Regions from separate parts of the Mus musculus genome. Here all the other regions are linked to region 1. The links are chromatin contacts, called in public HiCAR-type, HiChIP or PLAC-seq and promoter capture Hi-C maps. All regions are on one chromosome and are shown on one strand. The core of a region is the stretch at or near the end of the contact, and the rest is flanking DNA. Distances in the headings are between cores, read along the strand shown.

Region 1 (3,236 bases), core at 691-3,190:
GTGTGGCTCAGTGGTAGAGCCCCTGTCTAGAATCCCCCAGTGAGGGGCTGGGGGCGTGGCTCAGTGGTAGAGCCCCTGCCTAGAATCCCCCAGTGAGGGGCTGGGGGTGTGGCTCAGTGGTAGAGCCCCTGTCTAGAATCCCCCAGTGAGGGGCTGGGGGCGTGGCTCAGTGGTAGAGCCCCTGCCTAGAATCCCCCAGTGAGGGGCTGGGGGCGTGGCTCAGTGGTAGAGCCCCTGCCTAGAATCTCAATATCACAGTGAAGAGCTGGGGATATGTATGGTTCTGGTTGAGTTTGTCCCAAATTCAATCCTCTGTGCTATAAACACAATAAAACAATAAGAAATAAATAAACCCTCTCTCCTGACAGTTACAGCAAAGTCCTCAGAGTTAATCTTCACTATACTAGTTTGGTTCATATATCTTCCCAAAACTGGTAATCACTGTGGCCAAGGAAGTCCTACAGTGATTGGCTCTGTCTGGATTTTGCCTTCTTCCCTGGAGTTGCTGATAGCATGGATATAGTCAGATTTATTCAAATAAAATCAACTGAAACTAAATGGCATGGGAGCTGGGCATAATGGTACACACCTGTAATCCACTTGGAAGGTGAAGGCAGGAGGATAGAAGTTCAAGGCCAGCTCTTGCTGGCCAGTCTTGACGGGGTTACATGAGACCCCATCTGAAAATAAAATGGAGAAGAGGAGGAAGAAAGAGGAAGGAGAAAGAAGAGGAGAAGGAAGATGGAGAAGAGAAGGCAATGGGAGGAGACAGCTTACTATTTTCCTGAGTTGAGGTGGGGAGCCATGTGGATTTTTAGAGGAGAATTTTTTTAAGTTTTTTATTACATTTTACGTGTGGTGTGTGTATGTGTGTGTGTGTGTGTGTGTGTGTGTGTGTGTGCGCGCGTGCGCGCAGATAAATCAAAGACCTTGCCTTCCACGATGTGGGGGGAGGGGGGAGGGCCTGGGGATTGAACACTGGTCTTCAGGGTTGGCAGCAAGGGCCTTAAACCTGGAGCCAACCGTCTAGCCGAGAAGAGCACTCTAAAGAGAGTGCGCAGTTATGTGTGAAAGTCCTAAGATGGAGCTTGCCCAATAACTCAAAAACAATAAATCCATTTCTGCCGCAGTGTAGAGTGTACCCAAACCTGCATACGGAAGGAACACTGCTCCTTCACCCCTGTCCTTAGTGTCCACGCCCTCTCCAGCCTACACAGGAACTTCCTTCCTCTTCCTTACCCAGCTGTACCGTCTTCCACCTGTCCATGTCACTGCGCACGTATCTCTCATCGGTTCTCTGTTCCCTTTACAAGTGGGTGTGATGAAGCTAAAGCATATTTACTTGACAGAAGCTTAATTATTCATCCGCAGGAACCTGCACAGGGAGTTAAGAGAGGCCACGGGTCAGGATGGGGTGGAGACGGGTGGACAAGGAAGATTCTGGGAGGCGGGGTCCACAGTGGGGCCACACAGTGGAGGGACATGGGGTATGGCAAAGAAAGGGGTTATGAAATACAGGTGAAGTAGAGTTCGGGGTGGAGAGAAGTGGGGACTTGGTACGTCAAGAAAAGGACAGAGCGGGAGAAAGGAGAGGGGGTTGGGAAAGGTGGGAGTGAAGGCAGAGACTGCGACAGGAACTGGGACACAGAGAACAGTGAATCAGATGGTTCAGAAGTGTACATATGGAAGTTCAGAGACTGGAGGGAAATCACGCCCGGCGGGCTCCGGACTGCCAAGGAAGTCTGGGGCAGGGGCGTGGCTGGGGGTGTGCATTACATCGGATTCCCCAACCCCTTGAAGTTCCAAGTCTTCTCCTTTAGTCCCTCCTCCTTCTCGGGAGCAACAAGCCCACCTTCCAATCAGAGCCGCGGGCTGGGCAAAGACCAGCCAATGGAGTGGCAGAGGTGGAGCTGGGGAGGGGGCTCACACAGGCAGGGGAGGGGGACGCTGGGCATCGAGGGCTCTGGAACCGCGAAGGGCGAGCCATGGCGTTGGGGCTGCAGCGCGTGAGGTACAGGGCTTCGGGGATAGGATGGTGGGGTCTGGGGGCTCTCTTTGACGGAGCTTTAAGGGAACCCCTCATCTCTGGGGTGTGGCTCAAGTTGAGGACACTGTGAGGCGCCCGATTGGGGACACATCCCGATGCACCCTCCACCTTAGAGGTTTTCAGGGTATCAGGGATTTACCCCCAGAGCTCCAGCTGTCCCGCCCCCCTCCCCTGGAACTGCTTTGGGGTTATGAGCTGCAATTTCCAGATACATCGGGTTCAATCCTCCATCTGGCTGGGGGTGAAACTCCAAGTTCCTTATGGATTGGAGGTGGTCGCGTTTGAGCAAGGAAGACTTCTTCCAAAAAAGTCTTTTCCTCCAAATCCCTGAAAGGAGTCTTCCTTGGCAGTCTAGCTCTTGTGGTGTTAATAAGGGATCCCCAAACTGGAGTTTCTAGGGAGTCCCTGAAAGACACTATTTCTGAATTCCAGGAGAGAGGTTAATTTTACCATGCCCTTTCTAACAGTCTCCCAAGCTTCAAAATGCTCTAAAATGACATGGGGATAGGGAGGTCCTCATTAGAGGCTGTGTGGGACCTAACCAAGGTCTTTTTGCCTTTCAAAGAGTGGAATGATAGCTGGGGAAGGAGATTCATGCCTGTAAACCCAGCACTTGGAAAGCTATAGGAGATTGATGCTTTCAAAGCCAGCCTGGCCTACATGGCAAGTTCCAGACCAGCTTTGGTCTACATTTTCTTGTCTCAAAAAACAGCATTAAATAAGTAGGGTCGCTCCTTTTCAGTACCAACAGAACAAATCTGAGCCACTTCCTGCGATCTGGTTCTGTGTCAATTTCATCTGCCTGGACCCAGTCTGTAATTGAGGGAGGAGGGCCCCACCCAAACCCTATTTGAGAGACATCCTTCCGAAAGATGCCCTGGCTAATCAAGGGAAGGCAGCGCCCTCCTGTGGCTGGACACAGCTGGGGTTATCCTAGGAAGAAGCGGGTTCTGTGTTCACCTTGCAACAGGTGCAGAGGCTTTGGGACCATAGCCAGTGGAGCCCATTTCGCCAGGTTGCCACGGGAGACCCCAGAAAAATTTCCTAGACTCTTGGTATTCCCTGTCTAAATTGGGGCATCCCTCAAGCCTCACCCCTGTCCCTCCTCCCTGGCTTCCGAGATCTGATTGGTTTTTCTCTACACCCAGTTTTTACCCCCTACCTCAACCCACCCAGGCTCGCCCTTTTT
Region 2 (3,016 bases), core at 114-2,613, 2.9 Mb before region 1:
CAAAAAAAAAAAAAAGTTAATAAGAAAAATGTAAAGGTTGGTGTCAGCTTCCCCAGGAATCCGACTTTTCCACCGTTTGTTTTCTTTCACTTCAGGAAGCTAACAAGCTCTGTGTGTGTGTGTGTGTGTGTGTGTGTGTGTGTGTGTGTGTGTGTGTGTGTTATGGGAAAGGACTAGAGACGCTGTATTCACAGGGCAGAAACAGGGAGGGAGAGAGAAGGGCACAGAACTTTTTCCCTTTTCGGGTGTGTGTGGGAGGTGGTTTAGTGACCTGCCAGTTTATACCACAGCAATGGGGAGATCTGGGAGAAGGGGAAGCCCACAGTCATGACAGCATGGTCAGAGAAGGAACAGAATGGTTACAGGCTCTCAGTGTGGAAATGCCACAGGACTCAAGAAACTCCAGAGATTTCCAGAAGACTTGCCCCTCAGATTCCCATTCAGAATTAACCGAGAGCAGGAACTGGGGGGGGAGGAGGTGAAGGTTGGGGAGCACAGGCCCGGCATTGCTGCATTCCAAGGTGTTGGGAGGAAGATCAGGAGTTCAAGGGTAGTCTAGAACAATCGTTCTCAACCTGCGAGCTTCAACCCCTTTGGGGAACCATATCAGATATCCCACATGTCATATTTACATTATGATATTTACATGTCCCATATTCACATTATGATTCATAACAGTAGCAAAATTACAGTTATAAGTAGCAATGAAAATGATTTTATGATTAGGGGTCACCACAGCATGAAGAACTGTATTAAAGAATCCGGGCATGGTGGCACACGCCTTTAATCCCAGCACTTGGGAGGCAGAGGCAGGCTGATTTCTGAGTTCGAGGCCAGCCTTGTCTACAAAGTGAGTTCCAGGACAGTAAAACCCTGTCTCGAAAACAAACACACAGAAACAAAAACAAACAAAGAAAAAAAGTATCGCGCACTGGGAAGATTGAGAACCACTGACCTAGAATGTGCTTCATGAGACCTTATTTCTTTTTTTAAACAGTTTCACTGTGTAACTCAGACGAGGCTGGATTTGTCTACGGTGGACCCGGCTGACACAGAACTCACAGATCTGCCTGCCTTCCAAAGTGCTGTGATTAAAGACATTTGAAGCCTAGCCCCCTGCCCCCCATTATTTTTAATTAAAAAAAAAATCCGGGATGATCTCACGTGGCCCAGGCTGGCCTTAAACCCGCTTTCAATTCTGATGATCCTCTTGCCTCCATCCTCCCCACCCGACTCAGGTGCTGGGATGACAGGTTTACAGAACACTAATCGTCAGGGTCGTTCACTCATCAACCAGCCCGGCAGACGTGCTTGGCTGTGTGCGCCTGCCCAGCAGGGGACCGCCCTCAATGGGCCGTCCCTAGGCGGCACCCGCTTAGCTGAGATTCCAGCACTTGACTTCAGGGTTTCGGAGAGATAAGGCGCTTGGCCGTTACTAACTGGACTACAAAGAGCTGGATCGGACCGGAACCACATGGCTCAACTCGCCCGAGCCACCCGCTCCCCGCTGTCATGGCTGCTGCTGCTGTTCTGCTATGCACTCCGGAAAGCGGGTAAGTAGCCCCGCGCCCCGCGCCCCGCGCCCCGCGCCCCGCGCCCCGGCCTGTGCGCACCTCGAGAGGCCCTCCCAGGCCACCCGATCCCTTCTTCCCGGCCCAAAGTCCTAGGTCTGGATTCTGGAGCAGAGATTCCAGAAAATAGGGCGTGGTGACTCACACCGGCCACCGGAGTACAGGGGAGGATGAGGTAGGAGGGTTGCCTTGAGTTCCAACGTAGCCTAGACTCGGGAATGAGAACCGGATTTGCTCCACTTCGCGCACGCTTGCGCACGCGCACACACACACACACACACGCGCGCGCGCGCGCACACACACGCACGCACGCGCGCAAAAGATGTTTTATTATTGTAAAATAAATGACTCGTACACTGAGAAAAAGTCTGGGTGACTCATGCCAGGAACCTTAACCCTAGTGGCCACACTCTCTCCAGCAAGTTAATCGTGACTGACTCAGAGTTGATTTATTAGTTCATTTTCCTTTCGCTGAGTTGGAGACTGAAGCCTCACTGGGGAATTGTAGCACAGGAGTCTACCCCTGAGCACACAGGGTGCTGAGGATAGACCCTTGGTCCTCACACAACCTAATTCGGAGCCCTGTGCTATTCCCATTGTTTCAGTGGTTGACCAGCAGCAAGTCAGGCTGGGCGCTCAGAGTGAGCTCAGAGTGACTGGAACCAAAAAACCAAACCAAACCAAACCAAAACAGGGAGGTGGTGGCTCATGCCTTTAACCCCAATAGGGGAGGCAGAGACAGGTGGAGCCCCGTACAGGGGTACCCTAGGGTCACCATGACGGGTCCTGGGTTCCCAGAACTTCACTCTGAAGTCATTATCAGACTTCTCAAGTATTCAGAAATGCCTGATACTGTATTCCCTAATGTTGAGGGCCTACTGTGTATTGGGCTAAAGGAGAGAGTCTCACATAGGGCCTAGCAGAGTGACTATTGAATGGCTCGGATTCAAACCCCACCGTATCTTGTCGTCTTATGCCTGCGTGATCCCCCTAGCAAATTCTTCTATGCCTCCATTTCTGCATATGTAAGTGGTACCTGAAGCCCAGTGTGATGGTGCTCACCCTTAATCGCAGAATTTAGGAGGCAGAGGCAAGCAGATCTCTGAGTTCCAGACCAGCCTGGTGAATGTACTGAGGTGATGTTTAGTGTCTCTACTACTACTAATAATAATAATAATAACAATAATAATAATAATGAATTATAAATACTATATGATTATTACAAGGCAAAATTATCATTGTGCATTATAATAGATTTTGTAATATAAACATTTAATTACATTAATAATATTTAAATATAGTATGCTGAATTATATTATAATGTATAAATATTTAGATATAACGATAACATTGTTATTATTAAAGTAAGATAAGGGGCTGGAGAGAGCACTGGCTACTCTTGTAGAAGACCTGGGTTTGGTTCTCAGCACCCACATGGTGATTCA
Region 3 (3,329 bases), core at 362-2,861, 2.6 Mb before region 1:
GTTTTCAATCCAGAGCTCATGGAGCCCAAGCTGGCCTCAATCTATATAACCAAGACTGTGCCTGGTCTTCCTGTCTCTACCTAACAAATGATGGTGGGATGCAGGGATGTACAACCAGGAGCAGAGCCTTACTTCTAAACGAAGAAGGAACCCCACCTCCCTGTGGGCAGACCTGGAGGTGGGGCAAGGACCACAGAAAGACATTACAGAACTAGGATCGTGAAGGAAGTCATGGAGGCCAGCCTGTTGTACAGAGTGAGTTCCAGGACAGCCAGGGCTACACAGAGGAAAACAAGAAGGAAAAAAAAAAAAAAAAAAAGAACTGAATGACTAGCAGTTTTAGAACCTTAGCTGTGTGCTTCCCGTACCCTACCTGTGGCACAGGAAGCCCTTGTTGCTAAGAGTAGGATGACACTGGAAGCACCAAGCACTGGGCAGAGTAAGGGGGAAATCTGTTACATTATTCAGATGGGCGCTTGAGGACTGAGCAGGACTCCTTTCAAGAAGCAAAAGGGTCAGGCCTGGTGCCCACAGGGACTGGAAGCTAGCTAGCGCCGAGTTGGCCCCAGAGATGTCGCAACCCAGCCAGGGTCGAGAATCTGTTCCACCCCTTTCACAACCATCCCCCTGTTGTCGTCGTCCCCACCCCCACCCCCGCCCCAACTGACACGTGGGTTGCAGGGGCACCAGGCCAGCCAACCTAGAGTCTGGGCCCCTTAGCCACCAGCTGCCAGGGGGTCACTGTCGGTCAATGACAGCTCTGGGGGAGGGGGGGAGAAGGGCCTTGGACTCTAGCCTGAGAGAAAGGATGTTGTGGAAGGAGGGGGCAGGGAGGCAAGTTTAGGGCCTGCAGGGGCCTAGGAGGCCCCACAAGACCTAAAAACGGGGGAAGGGGGGTTGTGCCAGTTAGGGGACACTATGGAGCTCTGCAAGCTAAGAGGCTCTTAGCTTCTTTGCAGTTTTGACTAGCTGAAGAGGCAACTTCTAAGGAAGGGAGATGAGGGGATGCCAAGATCCCAGAGAGCATCCGAGGAGGTCTGAGGGTGTGCAGATGCAAAGGCATTGGAGGTGAAGGGAGCCAGGGTGCAGCATCCGGGACAGAATGTGAGCTGAGGCTCCTGGTCAAGGAGAAGGTAGAGAAGAGCTAACCTGAGGATGCAGTGTGAGCTAGGGGTGAGATGGGGGTGAGGGGAGTTGTTTGTAAGACCCCCCCCCTTAAGGTGGGACAGCCTCAGAGAGAGAGTGAGTAGGCAGAGCAGCCAAGGCTGGGTGGAGATCAATGAGATTTGGAAGTGAGGATGCTGACCAGTGACGAGCCTTGGGCCTAAATAAAAAGCCTGGATGTGGGATCTGCCTCCCAGTATCGACCAGAATGACAGAAGAGAGTGGGCTGGTTGTGTTGGTGTTGGTGCATGCCTGTAATCCCAGCAACTCACTAGAGAGGCAGAGGCAGGAGCATCACAAATTCCAGGCCAGCCAAAAAGCCTATGTAAAAAAAAAAAAAAGAGAAAAAAGAAAAAAGAAAAAGTAGGTGGACACAGAGACAAGGGGGAGGCTCAGGGGGAGGGCGACCAGCTTGCTCCGCCCCCTCCCCAACCGGTTAAACCTCTGTGCAGGATCCTCCCACCGCCATGGGCCTCCTGAGAGATCCTTAGATCCAGGTTAGTGCATAGGAAAGTGTCCCCCCACTACCTACAGCTAAGGGATTGGGGTGGTGGGATCATGGTGGAGGGCGGTGGTGAATACTAGCGATGTCCCCCGCTACCCGTGCGTCTGCCTCCAGGGTGCCCCTCCAACCAGGATGAGGCTCTTCATCGCTCTTCCTGTCCTGATTGTGGTCGTAGCCATGACCTTGGAAGGTAAGAAAGAGCCTTGGAAGGTAAGAAAGAGGCTTGGAAGTGTGAAGTTGGCCTTGTGCCTGCGGCCCAGGCTTAGAAGACCCTCGAGGAGGGCTCTGAGGTCCCTTTCTGTGTCATCATTCCACTACCGCCCTCCCATCGTCCCCCATCCCACCTGCCAGGTGCCTTATTTTTGTGTCAAAGTGGGTGCTGAAGGAGGCAACTCTGTCCAGAAAAGACGCAGTAACCAATGACCTAGGATACCACCCTTTGGAATTGGCTAATCTTCCTAGAAGGGGCGGAGCGTAAAAACAAGGAGGTGAGAGGTGCAGTAAAATCAAGTGTCCAATACCCTCCCCCATGCTAATGAGTTTGCTCGCAACCCTCTCGCGGCAGGCCCAGCCCCCGCCCAGGCGGCCCCGGATTTGTCCGGAACATTGGAGAGCATACCGGATAAACTGAAGGAGTTTGGGAACACTTTGGAAGACAAGGCCCGGGCAGCCATTGAACATATCAAACAGAAGGAAATTTTGACCAAGACCCGGTTAGGACCTTTCAGGGCACGGGCGGGTGGTGTGTGTGTGTGTGCGTGCGCGCGCGCCCGTGTGTAAAAGCCCTAGCAGACAGTTCCACACTGACACAATGGGGAAACTGCACCAGAGTGTTTGACACTTTCCCTGAAGTCATAGAACTGTATCTGAAGTCATTGAACTGGATGTCAAAGTGCTCGTAGTGTGGAGACAGGCGGTGTAACTCCCAGCCAACTGTTAGAGATGTTTCCAAGTCCTAGTGAAGGGCCAAGCTAGGCGGCTGACTGGTTAGGACAGACCCTGACCCCTCCCTGTGTACTCTTGAGACAGGTCATGACTTGAGTCTCCGAGACAGAGAAAGAATGTAGGAGAGTTGGGGCAGGGGCACAGCAGAAGCTGTACAGGCCTGGGCTCTGCAGTTTACACTGGCCAAAGAGAGATTAGGGCATGCTGGGTTAAGAACTAGCCAGGCAGTGGTGGCGCACACCTTTGATCCCAGTATTCATGAGGCAGAGGCAGGCAGATCTCTTTGAGGCCAGCCTGATTGGAGCTAGTTCTAGGAAAGCCAGGGCTACACAGAGAAACCCTGTCTCAACACCACCACCACCCCCCAAAAAAAAGGGCCCAGCAAAGAACAGAAATAGGAGTTTGAGACCAGCCTGGGCTATAGGCAAGGTTCTGCCTCAAATTGAAAACAACAACAAAAAGCAGGAGGTGAAGACACCTGAGAGACACCTGGTATGCTGTAAACAGGTTGGCTAGCCAGTTTGGCAAGTAGACAAATCGTTCATTTAAAGTGAGGTCTGAGTTTGATTACAAATATCCAGCCAGGCCTAAACTTGGCAAAGGAAGTTTCCTTTGGAGGGAAAGTGCAAAGGCCCTGGGGTGGGAAGATCTGTAGATAAGAGAGAATGGCCTTCTAGACTCGGGGGAGAACTTGGGCCAAGGACACAGGCCAGAG
Region 4 (3,123 bases), core at 174-2,673, 2.7 Mb before region 1:
GGCTGGGAGTCACACAGAGGAGATAGATGTATCTCTGGGCGTGTAGAGCTGACAAGGGGGTCCAGAGATTTGCAGGGACTTATGTGACAGGAGAAGGTTGAAGAAAGACTTCCTGGAGAGGGGATGAAGGAGCCCCACGCAAAGGTCACTTTTCCTGGTTTCACAATTGCTTCCTGTGACAGGGAATGCTAAAACAGCTTTGAGAGCCCTGCCAAAACCTACAACATAAGCCTTTCCACTAGGACTGATGGGTAAAACCTTGGCTCACAGGGCAGCTCAACGCTGGTCACCCTCAGACTGGCCAGAGACTGGAGGGGGAGGACCCTCTCTCAGCATGACCCACAATTATACCACCCCCCATCCATAGCAGTATCCCAGGCTAGTTTCTACCCTCTGAACAGAGGCAGAACCCTCCTTCTCCAGCCCCCATCCAGCATTCTTGGGATTTTGTTCCACACTGCCTCGGCGTGTGAGGATCCTGGAGTAGACTGATCTGTGACCCCTTACTTTGACCTGTGACCCTCTCTTCCATCCCGCGGTCCTAGCAGCCTGCTCTTTCCCTCAGCCACTCACCTGCCGACGCGCCAGCCCACTTCTCCTCCCCTCCCCCCAAGGTGGGGAAGGAATGGCGGGCAGAGAAGGAAGGCGGAAGGGGGGTGACATTCCTTGGATTCCCTGGATGGGGGGAAGTGAAGGAGTCAAGGAGAGCAGAGCAGAGCAGAGGGAGGGGCACCCCATCCCCACCTCATCACCAAAGAGGCCGACCAGGACTGGGAATTGAAAACCCATTAGAGAAAAGATTGACCTGACCAGTTCCAGGCCACTGCTCAGTCAGAGGAGGGGCGCTTCCCAGCAAGGTGGCTGCCTCTAAGGGGAGGGCATCCTAGGGCACTCAGGGAAGAGCCGGTCATGCAGGAGAGACTACAAAGAGAGACCAGCACAGGCAACTAATCACATCAGGGACCGCTGGTCAAAACCGACAGTTCACAAACCAGGGCGATGGCTCACCCTTGTAATCCCAGTACTTGGGAAACTGAGGCAGAAGGCCAGCCTGAGCTACAGTGGGCCACCGACTCCAAAAAGAAAATAAACTAGGAAAAAGATTCACCTGCAGTCGAGGGCCACATGCCACCTTGGGCATGCGTGTCAAGACCCCGCAGGTGGCCAGGAAGGAAGGGAACGAGTATCTGCGCGCTTTCCCTTAGATTCCAGCTCGAGGCTTGACTGGAGGGTCGGTCCCCACGGCTGAGGAGGAGAGCCGCAGGCGTGGGTTGGATGGAGCAGCGCGCGGCGGTGCTAGCGGGTCCCCGCGCGCGCGAGGGTGGGAGGTCCTCTCAGGGCAGTGGGAGGTCTTGGCCCTGCGCCCAGCTTGGGGATGGGGTGGGCGTGGTCAGGGGCGTGGTCAGGGGCCTGGCCTCCGCTGCCAGCTTCAGGGCGGCGGAGAGCCTCGCCCGGGCTCAGTCACTGCCGCCACTGCAGGGAACATGGAACCCCCTGACGCCCGCGCAGGGCTGCTGTGGCTCACCTTCCTGCTGTCGGGCTACTCAGGTATGACTTGGGGCTGAGGGCAGAGCTGAAACTTGAGGTTGGGGCTTGTGGGGCAGGCCCCTGGAGTCCCCGAGAAGACAAGGGGAACAAGCTTCCATTTCCCCAGGGATCACAATCTAGGGATTCCCCAGTAGGGAGGAAGGCGGGAGGCCTTGGGGTGCACCCGATCTGAGAGCTAAGGATACCCTAGCTCTGGAGCAAACACATCTGAGACAGCTGTCCCTCCCCAGCTCTTTGGGAATCCTGGAGTCTAAGCCCTGCGACCCCTAATAACCTTGAGTACCTGGAATCTGGGATCTGTAGCCCCTAGTCCCTTAGACTGGAGTCCAGCCCCTCCCCTCCCCCATAGTCAAAATAGGTTCTGCTAAGATACTGAAGATTAGCATCCCGGAGCTGTTCTCTAAGTGATTAAGCTCAGAGTTTCCTCAGAGAAACGGGGGACCCTGCGGTTAAAGCACTTTCTAGAATGTTAGGGTTTCCCCAAAATTCAGAGTTTAGGCTGCCTCTAAAGGACCCGCCTCTCTCTGAAAGGGCCGGAAGAACCGAGCCTGACAGAGAAGGTGGAACAGTGTTTTCCGACTGACAGGGCCCCTTTCCTGAGGGCCCCGATAAATCCACACACCTGCATGTGGTGAAGTGGGGAGGAGAAACAGGGGCGGGGGGACACTGGGGACAGGGTGAAGAGAGATCAGGGAAGACAGGATATCTGGCTGCTTGGCTGCTCACAACCAGTCCAGAGCACCAGCTTGGCCCCCAACCAGCTCCCCTGGGACAGGCTGGGCCCAGAGGTGGGTGCCTGAGAACCAAGGCTCCTGGCACAAACGTGATATAGAGTGGGAACCCAGGAGTAGTCTGTGCCAGGTTAGGCGGGAAAGGAATGATGCCAGCCCAGAGGGTAGATTCTCAGCAAGAACCGTGCTACCTGCCAGACCCTGACAGGAATCCAAGACCCAAGTTCTCAGGTCCCTAGGACTCAGAGATCCGTGTTTCCCACATGCAGCCTGCTATACCTCGGGCAGCTAGTTGTCTAAACTTCCAGTCCTTTCTCCCTCAGGACCCAGCCTCACCTCTGCCCAGGTGACTCACCTCACCCTTTTCAAGCTTCTCTGGTAAAGAGATGGGGGGGGGGTGTTGTCAAGGGGCGGGTAGGGGGCTCTGGCGCCAAGCTGGGCAGGTCTCAGCCAGCCTGACCCTCCCACATTCCTGAAACCTGCCCAGCCCTGTCCCCCCTTGCCACTCCCACACACCCATCCAGCTTCTGGCCCAGCTGCAGCCCACACCCTGGCCCCCCACACATGAGAGAGCAGAGGGCCCCCGGGAGCTACTGGAGAAGATAGGATGGAGCCATGAGATAGGATGGGACTAAGATGGAGAAAGACCTGTTATTTAGCCCCAGGCTAAGTCTTGTCCTGTTTGCTGGAGGCCAAGAGGAGAGCCAGGCCTGGCCTTTCCTTGAGGGGACATTTGCTATAACTGGTGAAGAAGCCAGACTTTAGCTTCAAGTGCTGGAGAAGGCTTTACTTTAAGCCTTACAAGTCTGAGAGGCCGAGCCAGTGGCATGGGACTTTAATCAGG
Region 5 (3,432 bases), core at 83-2,582, 2.2 Mb before region 1:
TATGAGTACTGGTTGTTTTCTGTCTTTGCATGCATGTGGAGATCAGAGAACAATTTTTAGGAGTCATTTTTCTTCTTCCACCGTGAGTCCCAGGGATGGGACTCAGGTTGTCAGGTATGTGTAGCAAGCTCCTTTACCTGTGAACCATCTTGCTGGGGCTGATACCTGCTGATTGCTAAACACATGCCACCGATTATATTAATGCACTAGTATTTTATTTATTTATTTTTCGAGACAGGGTTTCTCTGTGTAGCCCTGGCTGTCCTGGAACTCACTCTGTAGAACAAGCTGGTTTCGAACTCACAGAGATCTCCCTGCTTCTGCTGGGATTAAAGATGTGTGCTGCTGCCGCAGCTGCCACCACCACCAGACACCACCAATTATTATTGTTCAATTATTATTGTATACACACTTTCTTTTCTGTCTCCTGAGCTAAGTGGGAAGGAGAGGCTTCCAACACCATCAAGCCTGAAGAACTCACCGGGTGTGGGTTCCTACCTGCTCCAATTCTGCAGGTCCCCCAGATTCAGGGACCCGGAAAAGCCACCTATCCTTTGCTTAGCTATGAGTACTGAAGTTTTAGATCAGGGAGGGAGCACATTTTCCAAGCTCACCGAGTCACACAGAATCCGTGACAAAGCTAGTGGGGAGGGGACTGCATCCTTACCCATCCCTACACCTGGAGATATCACAGACTCTCCAATTCCTCCTGAGCCTCAGTTTCCCCACCTAGACTGATTATACCCCTCTCGCCAGAATCTGCACTGGGGACCTTGCTCTTTTTCACCAGCAGGGGCGCTGCACCGGTTTGGGGAGGGTGGGGTCCCAGGGGTATAAGCAGACCTGGGATCTGGAGTTGCACCTTCTCCAACCCGGGTCAGCAGGGGCCTTCTGAGGGAGTTTAGGCGCCTGTCAATCTCAGCCTCCGGGACAGCGTGGAACTGCGCAGGCGCGGGCGGGTTCCGCACAGCGCAACAGCGGGCGCGCGCAGGAGCGAGGGATTCCCTCTGACGTAATTGCTAGGATACCAAACAAACACTGGGCCGCGCTGGCCGAGCTCCTTATATGGCTAATTGCGTCACAGGAACTCCGGGGAGGGCGGGGCGGGATCCCCTCCCGCGAAGCCCCTCAGAACGCAGCCTTGGGGACCCCCGAGACCCCCAGGGTCACACTATGGGCAGGTGGCAGGTGCACGAGGCCCTGGAGGGCGCCACAAGGAGCTCAGTCGGCGGGAAGGGAGAGTTTGGGAGGTTTGTGCATGGAGTTGCGGGTGACGCAAGCGCGGGGGCGGGTCCCGGAGGCATAAATTCAGCCCGGCAGCTCCCGGTTTCATTCATAAGACTGGAGCGGCTACGCCGGGGACACGCGGAGCCGGGGCTTGCTGGACTTGACTACTGGTGACTCTTTCTTTTTCTTCTTCTTGGAGGCCGTGAAAAATTTATATATATATATTTATATATATTTTTAAACTGGAGAGAAAGTTTTGTGGGTTTCCTTTTTGCAAGACTCTTTCTAGATCGTTCTTCCGATTCGTCCGGAGGATAGACTTTCTTTCTGTGGGCTTCTGGATCGCGCCCCTCTGCTCTCCCTCATTTCTTGGGACGCTTCGACAGGATTGGAACTGCATCTGAAGCGCACGCTGCACCGCGGCACTGCCCGGCGGGTTTCTGGGCGGGGAGCGATCCCCGCGTCGCCCCCCGTGAAACCGACAGAGCCTGGACTTTCAGGAGGTACAGCGGCGGTCTGAAGGGGATCTGGGATCTTGCAGAGGGAACTTGCATCGAAACTTGGGCAGTTCTCCGAACCGGAGACTAAGCTTCCCCGAGCAGCGCACTTTGGAGACGTGTCCGGTCTACTCCGGACTCGCATCTCATTCCACTCGGCCATAGCCTTGGCTTCCCGGCGACCTCAGCGTGGTCACAGGGGCCCCCCTGTGCCCAGGGAAATGTTTCAAGCTTTTCCCGGAGACTACGACTCCGGCTCCCGGTGTAGCTCATCACCCTCCGCCGAGTCTCAGTACCTGTCTTCGGTGGACTCCTTCGGCAGTCCACCCACCGCCGCCGCCTCCCAGGTAAGTTTTAGATCGTAAAGATTCTACTTTAGTGGTTGGGGGGGGGGGTGTTTCTTTCAGGCTAAAGTGTAGATTGAGCATCCTCTCAAATAGAGACGCGCCAAAACCCAGGATCTGGGATTGCAATAGTTCGGTTTGCACTTTGGTTTTTTGTTGTTTGCAAACTGCAAAGAATGGAGTGATGTTTGCAAAAGGTTATTTGCGCGGAGCGCGGGAAAGGAATGCAGCTGGGCAAACGTTGGCGATGCCCGGTGCAAAGTATATACCCGGTGGTTAGCAGAAGCTGAGAACTTTTAGCCGAAAGCCGGCTCCCTAAGCCGAAGCTAGGCAAGTAGGGGAAGAAAAAGAAACAAAAAATTCCAGAGAAGCTTCCAGGAGCCTCCTCCTCTTCCCTCTTCCTTCAAAACGCGGACTGCAAGTCCGCAGTCACCCTCCACCCAGCAAGAGTTAGGGCCTCGAACCCCGGTCACGCTGCCTCCGCCTCCTGCGCGGAGACGTAACGGGGGACCCGTGCGTAAAGGCTGACGCGCTGGAATCCTCCGTCTGACGCGGGGCACGCACAGCGCGCAGCGCCCCCTCCGCCCGCCCCGCCCCTGACGTCCCGGGCACGTTCTATTTTGGAACGCCGAGGCCACGTTGCTAAGGGAGGGGGCAGCGTGGCTTTGTGATTGGCTGTCGCGGCGCGAGCTTTAGCCAATCAGCGTTCCCTTCCTATTTGTAGAGCGTAGCTCCCTTCCTTGCTTTTTGTGGTTCTTCCCGTGCTGGGGGTCTCCAAGAGGGAGAGCTAGGGGATTCTTGTCGCGATCGGGGGACTCGTTGTCACCCCATGGGTCTGCGAGGACCTTGTGTGGACCTGGTCCTGTTGTCATAAGCTAGAGGCTTTTGGCTGAGTGTTAGCGCCTCTAAGGGGGAACTGAAGGCCTCATCCCTTCTCCAGGCACACATATACGTGCTCCCTGAGCTCTAGACACTCAGTCCTTCCGAGGTGTTCAAACACTAGATGAGCTAGCCTACGGAGAGGCAGCCAGGTGGTCTCTAAAAGGTCTGCCTTCCCTTAGTTCCCAGGGCTCTGATTGGCCAGGGATTCAGCCCTTCCCTCGCCACGCCCCCTAGAGTAGTTAAGCCTCTAGGATTCCACTTGCGGGAAGGGGGGGGGGGGGCGTGATGGACGCTTCTTGGGTTCGGGGACGCAGATCCTATGTCACCCCATCCCCTGCAAGACAGTCTGAGAGATTCTCGCTGTCACTTTTCTCTGCCTATCAGTTCACTGAAACCTGTCAGTCTCACTGGGGAAGAGACAGACACTCGGAAGGGATGCTCTCAACTCTTAGGCCGGTCCCCCAACACCGTTGGAACTGGGA

Evidence for each region. Promoter capture Hi-C pulls out the DNA fragments that hold promoters and counts their contacts. HiCAR-type assays count read pairs that join an accessible place to other places. HiChIP or PLAC-seq counts read pairs in DNA pulled down with a chosen protein or histone mark.
Region 2: a promoter capture Hi-C map of hippocampal neurons shows a contact between it and region 1, with 9 times the contacts expected there. The contact joins the promoter of Pvr here to the promoter of Hif3a in region 1. A contact is called at or near these places in 7 of 39 promoter capture datasets (cranial neural crest, embryonic stem cells, hippocampal neurons and 3 more), 2 of 115 datasets of contacts at active chromatin or transcription factors (astrocytes and large pre-B cells) and 1 of 9 other capture datasets (liver).
Region 3: a contact with region 1 is called in a HiCAR-type map of astrocytes, with 7 times the contacts expected there. The contact joins the promoter of Apoc1 here to the promoter of Hif3a in region 1. A contact is called at or near these places in 3 of 39 promoter capture datasets (cranial neural crest, embryonic stem cells and hippocampal neurons) and 2 of 115 datasets of contacts at active chromatin or transcription factors (astrocytes and embryonic forebrain).
Region 4: a contact with region 1 is called in a HiCAR-type map of astrocytes, with 10 times the contacts expected there. The contact joins the promoter of Bcam here to the promoter of Hif3a in region 1. A contact is called at or near these places in 5 of 39 promoter capture datasets (cranial neural crest, frontonasal cranial neural crest, hippocampal neurons and 2 more) and 2 of 115 datasets of contacts at active chromatin or transcription factors (astrocytes and embryonic stem cells).
Region 5: a contact with region 1 is called in an H3K27ac HiChIP or PLAC-seq map of embryonic stem cells, with 4 times the contacts expected there. The contact joins the promoter of Fosb here to the promoter of Hif3a in region 1. A contact is called at or near these places in 1 of 39 promoter capture datasets (cranial neural crest) and 2 of 115 datasets of contacts at active chromatin or transcription factors (astrocytes and embryonic stem cells).

The regions. Positions count from the first base shown.
Region 1 is chr7:17,061,131-17,064,366 of GRCm38.p6, reverse strand. It overlaps Hif3a (hypoxia inducible factor 3, alpha subunit), which reads left to right and starts at 1,940. Exons shown (of 15, transcript NM_001162950.1): 1 at 1,940-2,011. The coding sequence starts at 1,986.
Region 2 is chr7:19,919,490-19,922,505 of GRCm38.p6, reverse strand. Pvr (poliovirus receptor) reads left to right here and starts at 1,363. Exons shown (of 8, transcript NM_027514.2): 1 at 1,363-1,553. The coding sequence starts at 1,475.
Region 3 is chr7:19,690,941-19,694,269 of GRCm38.p6, reverse strand. It overlaps Apoc1 (apolipoprotein C-I), which reads left to right and starts at 1,611. Exons shown (of 4, transcript NM_001110009.2): 1 at 1,611-1,661; 2 at 1,784-1,859; 3 at 2,235-2,382. The coding sequence starts at 1,802.
Region 4 is chr7:19,768,832-19,771,954 of GRCm38.p6, reverse strand. It overlaps Bcam (basal cell adhesion molecule), which reads left to right and starts at 1,423. Exons shown (of 15, transcript NM_020486.2): 1 at 1,423-1,548. The coding sequence starts at 1,485.
Region 5 is chr7:19,307,945-19,311,376 of GRCm38.p6, reverse strand. Fosb (FBJ osteosarcoma oncogene B) reads left to right here and starts at 1,332. Exons shown (of 4, transcript NM_008036.2): 1 at 1,332-2,071. The coding sequence starts at 1,946.